Regions from separate parts of the Mus musculus genome. Here region 1 is linked to region 2. Evidence: chromatin contacts called from public promoter capture Hi-C data. All regions are on one chromosome and are shown on one strand. The core of a region is the stretch at or near the end of the contact, and the rest is flanking DNA. Distances in the headings are between cores, read along the strand shown.

Region 1 (3,860 bases), core at 437-2,936, 140 kb after region 2:
ATCCAATATTCCCTTCATCCCTAATTTTTCCTTTTGAAATCATCTCCTAAGGTAGAAACAGAACTCAGGATGGAAATCTTTGACAATATGGATAGCATACTGGTTTTCTTTTTACTAGAATTGTAAAGGAACAGAGAAACTGGGAAATCAAACAGGTGCTTTTATGCCTCCTCCTTTTCCTGATGTCTACATTGTTACAGGCAGTACTCTGACTACAACATGAGGAAACCTGTGGGAAACTGATTAAAGTAGTGATGCTCTCATTTCTACCAGAAAGTGAGGATGTGGCTTATTACCAAATATGGGTTGCTGGTAAATGACTATTAATTACAACCTGCTAGTGAAGGCAATTTCTCTTTTAGGGTCCCCTCAAGTACTTGATACACATCATCAGCTGGATGTCACAATCTGCCCACATTATTAACCTTTCTCACATACTAAAACCATCACACAAGTGCCTTAGAAGCTTGATAAATATTACCTAATTAGTAAGAAATACTAACTTTTAATAATCTCATATACTTAAACTCCTCAAAAAGTGTGGTTTTCTTTTTACATAGCAACAAGTGGACATCCCTTGTTTTTCATTCAACACCCAGAACAGACCGTGAGAAATCAGCCTAGGCCGCTCAGGAGGGCTCACCCAGCTCTCAGGCTGAGCATGTTACTGTCACCTTAGCATCTGACTGATAATTCCTTAGGACATAGAATGGCTCCGCTGTTTTATAGCACCATAGAATTCTACAAAACGGAAAGGGGATGAGTGGGGGTATTTTGTAGTCCAACGAGGCCAAATAAAGCTTTAGCACACTCACCAAATGTTAGCTCTGACAGTGGCTAAGACTGATGGGAACCCTTTGGAGCTGAGACACCATCCTGTCTTCACCAAGCCAGTAAAGATCTCTTTAGGTTTTTTTGTTTTGGGGGTTTTGTTTTGTTTTGTTTTTTGATTTTGTTTTTTGGTTTTTTGTTTGGTTGGTTTTCTTTATTAGATATTTTTTTATTTACATTTCAAATGTTATCCCCTTTCCTAGTTTTCCCTTTGAAAATCCCCTATCCCTTCCCCCCTCCCCCTGCTCCCTAACCCACCCAGTCCCATTCCTGGTCCTGGCATTCCCCTATACTGGGGCATAGAACCTTCACAGGACCAAGGGCCTCTCCTCCCATAGATGACTGTCTAGGCCATCCTCTGCTACATACACAGCTAGAGCCACAAGTTCCACCATGTGTTTTCTTTGATTAGTGGTATAGTTCCAAGGAGCTCTGGGGTTACTGGTTAGTTCATATTGATGTTCCTTCTATGGGGCTTCAGTCCCCTTCAGCTCCCTGGGTATTTCTCTAACTCCTTCATTGGTGACCTTGTGTTCCGTCCAATGGATGACTGTGAGCATCTACTTCTGTATTTGCTAGGCACTGGCAGAGCCTCACAGGAGACAGCTATATCAGGCTCCTGTCAGCAAGCTCTTGTTGGAATCTGCCTAGTGACTGGGTTTGGTGGTTGTATATGGGGTGGATCCCCAGGTGGGGCAGTCTCTGAATGGTCCCTCCTTCCGTCTCAGCTCCAAACTTTGTCTCTGTAACTCCCTCCATGGGTATTTTGTTCCCCATTCTAAGAAAGATCAATATTTGTCACATTTCAAAAGTAAATACTAGGGCTCAGCCAGTAAACTGCTTGCCATGCTAACATGCCTCCCTGAGTTCACGTCCGCAGAACTCACATAAAGAGCCAGGCACCATGCAAGCACATCTACTCCAGCTCTCTGGAGGTGGAAATAAAAGGCTCCCAGGAGATGTCTAGGTGCTCTAGACAAAGGGTTGAGCTCCAGGTCCATCGAGAGACTCTAAATAAGTCAAATAGGTTGAGAGTGATGGAGGAAGACACCTTTTATTGACCTCTGATCTTCACACATAGACACGCATGCACAGACAGAGAGACAGAGACAGAGAGACTCATCAAAACTGTATGAAAAGCCTTGTCTCTTGTCTCTTTCCCCCCAGTTCCTTGTTTGTCCTGAGCAGCTTCCTTATGTAATCAGTTCATGAGCTGATTGCTGATGTGACCTTTTGGTGGCCTCTTCAGTCATGGGTATGCCTTCAGCTCCCCTCTCACAGAGGCAGTCCACTCACGGTTTTCAGTCCTGCCTTCCAGGCTACATCTCACAGTCTCCACTGTGTTTTGGAGATCATTCTGGACCACTGCATTTTTTTGCATATTTGTTTTGGTTGCATGGTGTTCTGATATATAAATATGTTACTGTTCATTCTGCTGTCCCCACTGATAAATTTTTCCTATCATATCAAGCTGTACTCTGCTGCATACATGATAGATGTGCAGGTTTTTCTCTGAGACAAATTTTAAAGGTATAATTATTGGTTGAAGGGATGTACCCTTGTGAAATTTTGAGAATGTGACCCAACCAGGGTTAGATCTTCTTGTACCCTATTAGTAGTATCCAAAAATACCATTAAACCCCATGATTTGATCCAATCATGTTGACAGCAAATGGTATCTCTGTGTAGTGTTAATTTTCATTTTTCCATTATCTGCTACTAAGCATCTTTTGATATAGTCTTCTATAGGATAGTTCATCTCCTTCTTTTTCTATTGACTTCAAATTTTTATTCCTACTGGCTTCTTGCTATTTATATAATACAGTTAATAATAACTATATAAGCTTCAGAATTTCCCATCTTGTCTATTTTTGAAAAATTTGCTTTTGGAATTATTTTTTTGAACATACAGAAATTTGCACTCTCTTTCGCTCGCTTTTGTGTGTGTGTGTGTGTGTGTGTGTGTGTGTGTATCTGTCTGTCTGACTGTATGTGAAATTTTTCATGAAACATGCTAGCGTATGCCTACATGTGGGAGGCTGAGGATAACTATGCATCCAGGAGCAGTATGGGTTTCCTCTACCATCATTCTTAGATCTCTAACACACAGACATATGACTACTGTTCCTGTAATAGTAAGCAAAGTTACTTCATGAGTTTGGGATAACTTTAAAGTATTAAGATTGGGGAGAGGTTTATACAAAAAGCTTTTCTCCATACCCAGTTAATGTTTCCTTATCCTTCTTTACTTTGCCTTCATTTTAAAAATCCTCTTTAACAACCCTTGGAGATGCTGGAGATACAATGCTGAGTAAAACCACAGGGAGACGCAATGCCTACTCAAAAGCTAACTGTGGAATTCAATAGGACAGGGAAATGAATAAGTGCACATATCAGAAACAGGAAGTACAGTAGAGTACTGAAAAGGAGAGACAGGCTGGCCGGAGAGTATTGCTGTGGGTTTGAGACCAGTCTGAGTTACATAAAAAGTCTTAGGCCAGCCAGGTCTACAGAACAAGACTGTTCCTAAAAAAGCAAAAGAAAACTACAACTGGATTATATGAAGCAAACAAGGAAGTGCTGCTGGGAAAGAGGCATTTTTAAGATGACAGGAATGAGAAACTCCTAACATTCAGCAGGGACCTTCAAGAGACTTATTAGAGTGACCCCTGCAGTGGAGGACTGTCTCTGTCCCTGGGGTGTGAACTAGCTATGTGACTAATAAGTCATGGCAGCCTTTGTCACATGTGTCTGTGGCGTCTAACCCTGCTCACGATTCCTCTGTGAGCCACTCTTACGATCCACCTGGAAGCAAGGCTGAAGATTGTTATCATTGATAATGAAGGACTAGTGCTGATATGATTAGGAGCTGGTGAGGTTCTTGTCCAAATCCTGTGATATGATTAACCTCAAAAGATGAATCATGGCGATCAGCTGAGGAGGGATCATTAGATAGGACTTTGCCTCCACCACTGATGTAGCATCTCCCTGTGGAGCCTGAAGAATCTGTGGTGGAGTGTTCTGCTTTG
Region 2 (4,116 bases), core at 319-2,818:
AGGTGCTTCTTTACATTCTGAAAATGATATAAAACAATGTTCAATAGAATTGAGAATGTCATCCAGTTTCCAAGAGGATTTACAAGCTCTAGATGCCACGTTAGGATAGACCGTTCCCCACCCCACCCCCTTATCATTTGCAATCATTTGTAATACATAGCATGTGATCTCTGACTAGAATGTATCTGTGACCACTAAGTAAATACATAGTTTCCCTTCTTATAATAGCCATGCAAATATGATTTATCTTCTGACACAATACAAACAGAGTATGCATGTATGCATTTGGTGAACAAAAGACAAATGAGTAGGAAAACAGGATGTGTGCCTACATCCTCTACTTGCCTGAGATAACAGGAATGCATTGATAGAGAGAAGGACAGTGCACACTCTTATTTGTGCCTGTGTTGGGGATATACCAATATTGTTGCAATATACCATCCTGATGATGGCAGTCATCATGGTTTGAGAAGGACTTTGTTCCTTAATAGATTTGTTTTTAAATCCTGAGCTGTTTACTATCTAAAGCATTTATCTGAAATTACTATTCACTAAATCCCTCAGTTCCTAGAACTGTTAATCTGATTCTAGTAATAGTTTTTTTTAAAAAAGTTCAAAGGTTTGCCTGCCTGTAGAATGTTCTTCCCTACCACTGACACTGCAATTCTACCTTTAGATGCAGTTAATGTGTCATGTCTAAGAGCTCTGTTTCATGCTTTCTTGTATGTTTGTGCTACATTGACAGTTTTCTGTTTAGAGGTGCATGTTTTCTTTTAAGCTGTAGTGATTAAATTATAAGCTTCTTGAAGGCAAAGCCTGTCCCTTATTCTCTCAGTACTGGTATTATCCAGTTTCTGATACAGAAGAGATTGTCAATAAATATGTATCTAACAAATTAATGAGTTTGCCTTCACACACATCAGATAAGGGGCATGACTATAATCTCCTCTGTGTTTTTGTTTTTCTCCAGGATTTGTGAGCCTTTTGAAATTAACTATGGACATAGTGCTATGCTTCTGACTTGTCTAGTTGCTTTGAGGGATATTTCTTATTGTTGAAATGGTTTTTTTTTTTTTTGTTAGCAATTGGCTGTTTTAGTGTTTTGTTTTGTGTTGTCCGACCTTGTTTACACTGTGTGTATGTTTTAGAGCAGGGCTACCCGTGTGCTGTTCATGAGTGACGCCGTGATGGAGCCACATGGAACAGTGTTCCTAATTCTCACTTCTCTTTACATGCTACCTGCTTTGGTGCCTTGTTCAAGCACTGTTATTGATGTGCTTTGAAAAGATGTGTGGATTGTGTCAGCAAGCTGGGAAAGTCAGAGTTTTGTTTTGTTTTGTTTTTCAGCCAAAATTCTTAGGCCTTAATAAAATATGCGATGCATAGCTTAGAAGTCAATAACTGTGCCCTACCTGAACAAACGCTCCATTGTTACTTGACTGTTTTGAGGTCGGTCCAGGCCTGAGGATTTTGTTAAAGGCTAACAGAAATGTCCAGTATCACCCAGCCTAGCAAGAGAAAATCTGACACTCGCGACTTGTACTTCTGTGTTCCAGGCTGTTACACAAACTCACTGAGTACTGTATATGTCTGATTTCTCAACTTCACCTGCAGTAAACTTGTGCAATCCCGGGGCTAGAGACCTCCTTTGTAAATGTTGTCTGTCCAGTAATGGTGTTGGCACTGGGAGGCCCTAGCAGATAAAAGTGGAAGAACATATGGCTTCCATCTGAATACAAATTGGTGGACATAGTGTGGTAATTCAGCTGCGATGGCCTCTATACTGTAATCTGAAAGAGTCTGAGTAGATGTGAATTTCTCCCACTCCTCTACACCCCCATTCCACTGTGTTTTGATCGCCCTGAAGTACAGCCATCCTGCGTCGCCTTCTGACTGTGTTATTTGTGAAATGGCCAGCATGAGGAATTATTAATTAAAGCTAACAAATCACCCTGACGAGCTGTGCCCTGGCATGGCTGAAGGTTGATTGGCGAAAGTGTTCTCCTTTAGAGAAAAGACTTTTTGTGCTCGTGACGCAGTCAGGGACGGATTATTGAATATGCAAGTTAGAAGAAAAATCACAGGACAAGCAAATTGAGTATTTACTGGCAAATAATTGCGCTCTTAAACTGTGGCTCTCTTCCTAAATTCTTAACATTCCCGAGGGTTAGAAAGAAACACAGAAAAATGCATCGGTACAGAGTTCATTTCAAAAAACCACCCATAGACTGATGTTTGAGGCTTGTGCAGGTAAGTGTGATTGTGTATGCCTGGGAAGTGAAAGACCAAGCAGAGGATGGGGAGTGTTTCTGTGAGTCTGCTGAGTTGTTTATACAGCTCAGCATAGTTCTAAGTTGAGAATTTAGTTTCCGTGCTGCATTTATTGTGAAAGTGAGAGTCGTGAAAAGGAAAGGGTGTTTTCTCAAGTTATTTGTCTTTATCAGCAAAAGAAAAAGTTAACGTTTTGTCCTAAAAATAGTTTTCATTTTGCTCAGATATTTGTGACTATGTATAAAACGATGACTGGATTTAAAGATCTGTTGTTATTTTCAACACTGTTAATTATGATGCGTCTTAACAGTGTCCCAAACACATGTGGGGAAACTGTTGCATGGATTTTTAAAAGTAAACACTGTTTTACATTAGGACCTAGATAGTTAGTCCGTGTTGAGATTTCTACAGGAACACGAACGTTTGGAAGTTGTTGTTAGGCTTCTAGCTCTTATAGTAACCAAAATGTGTGTGTGTGTGTGTGTGTGTGTGTGTGTGTGTGTGTGTTTCATCTGGAATGTTGCTCAGACTCCTCACTTTTGAGGTCATTGTAAGATATAAGAAACAACTTTAATGTCTTTTTCAAAACTAAATGAAAGGCGTGGAAATATAAAAGGAGTTGAAGGCTCATGTATAAAATGTAGATATTAAACAGATATACTTTTTTATAAGTGCAGTTAGATTATGTGAAAAGCATCCAGAAATAATGTGTATGTACTGGCCATGTATTAAATGTTCTTTGAAAACTTAGAAAAGGTGCTGTCATCAACAACAAGCTGTTTTTGAGATGAGAATAATTGGCTGGCGAAATAGCATTTTAGGCTTATAATAACTATGAGTAGCATGGATTTAAAACAAAAGCATAAATGTAATTTAGACCAAATTAACTAATTAATAATTGTAAAGTGCTTTAAGAATAAAATATCGACATGATAGGAATAGGAGTAGGAATAATAAAAATGGAAAATCCAGCAGGTACACAGAAATTAAATCACAGTCAACTGCATTCGCTTTCAGAAACTCACCATTTTAAAATATAAATAAATAAAACAATTTTTTTCTGCCTTCTAATCCATTCCTTGAACTAGAAAATATGTTACTAGTTAGGTGACTTTCCTTACTGTATTCTATGTTACTTCAATATTAGTTTGTTTCAATATGTAGAATAGAGCTCAAAGAAAGTTTAGAAAATATACTTTGTTTAAGATTGACTTCCCCCTCGACCAGATTTCCTCAGATTTCATGAGGCAGCCTCTTTAAAGTTTTCGGTGAGTATTAGAGGCTAAAGTTGGTCCATTATTTTGAAATAGCAAAGAGGGCACTTAAAGCATATGTTCAGAGAACAAACCATCTGCCTTCTTTATTATGAGTATCACAGCATTATGAGGAATTGGAAAGGCTTGAAAAATTGAGCCAAAGTCCTGCAGAAGATCTTAATACTCAGCACGCTGGATTATAGAATAGCTTAGCATGGCCACACTTTTTGTCTTTTAAGAAAATACTATTACTACCTCTGATACATGGGCAGTAACAGCAAAGTATTGTAGAATGACATGAACTCATGACAAGGTATTGGTGATCTGCTTTTGGTTGAGTTTTAAGCTTGTTGTTGGAGAAACTCACAGTGACTTAGAGAAATAGAAGGTGGTGACTGTTGGAACAAGAACGTAGTCCAGCTGCTCACCTCTGGAGTTGCAGAAGGCATGCAGAGACCAGACTCAAGCACTGCTGTAATCCCTGTGATGTGGGAGGAGTGTGGGTCAGCTTTATTGCCGTGGGAGAAGTGGATTGCAGCATTAGAATACAGAAGTAACTATAAGCTGATAGAATTCCTAGATGGTACTA

The links. Capture Hi-C pulls out chosen DNA fragments and counts their contacts.
Region 1: a contact with region 2 is called in a promoter capture Hi-C map of liver. The contact joins two enhancer-like sites. A contact is called at or near these places in 4 of 484 Hi-C or Micro-C datasets (embryonic stem cells, liver, muscle stem cells and 1 more) and 1 of 9 other capture datasets (liver).

What each region holds. Positions count from the first base shown.
Region 1 is chr16:43,378,080-43,381,939 of GRCm38.p6, forward strand. The region is part of intron 4 of Zbtb20 (zinc finger and BTB domain containing 20); the gene reads left to right. Among named protein-coding and RNA genes, the nearest start is that of Gm9968, 16 kb to the left of the region's middle. Within about 2 kb of position 1,687, at least 4 of the 459 cell types and tissues checked have an H3K27ac peak or open chromatin away from gene starts, as enhancers often do. A contact at or near this core is called in liver, where this site is marked.
Region 2 is chr16:43,233,828-43,237,943 of GRCm38.p6, forward strand. The region is part of intron 3 of Zbtb20 (zinc finger and BTB domain containing 20); the gene reads left to right. Among named protein-coding and RNA genes, the nearest start is that of Gm25873, 110 kb to the left of the region's middle. Within about 2 kb of position 1,569, at least 65 of the 459 cell types and tissues checked have an H3K27ac peak or open chromatin away from gene starts, as enhancers often do. A contact at or near this core is called in liver, where this site is marked.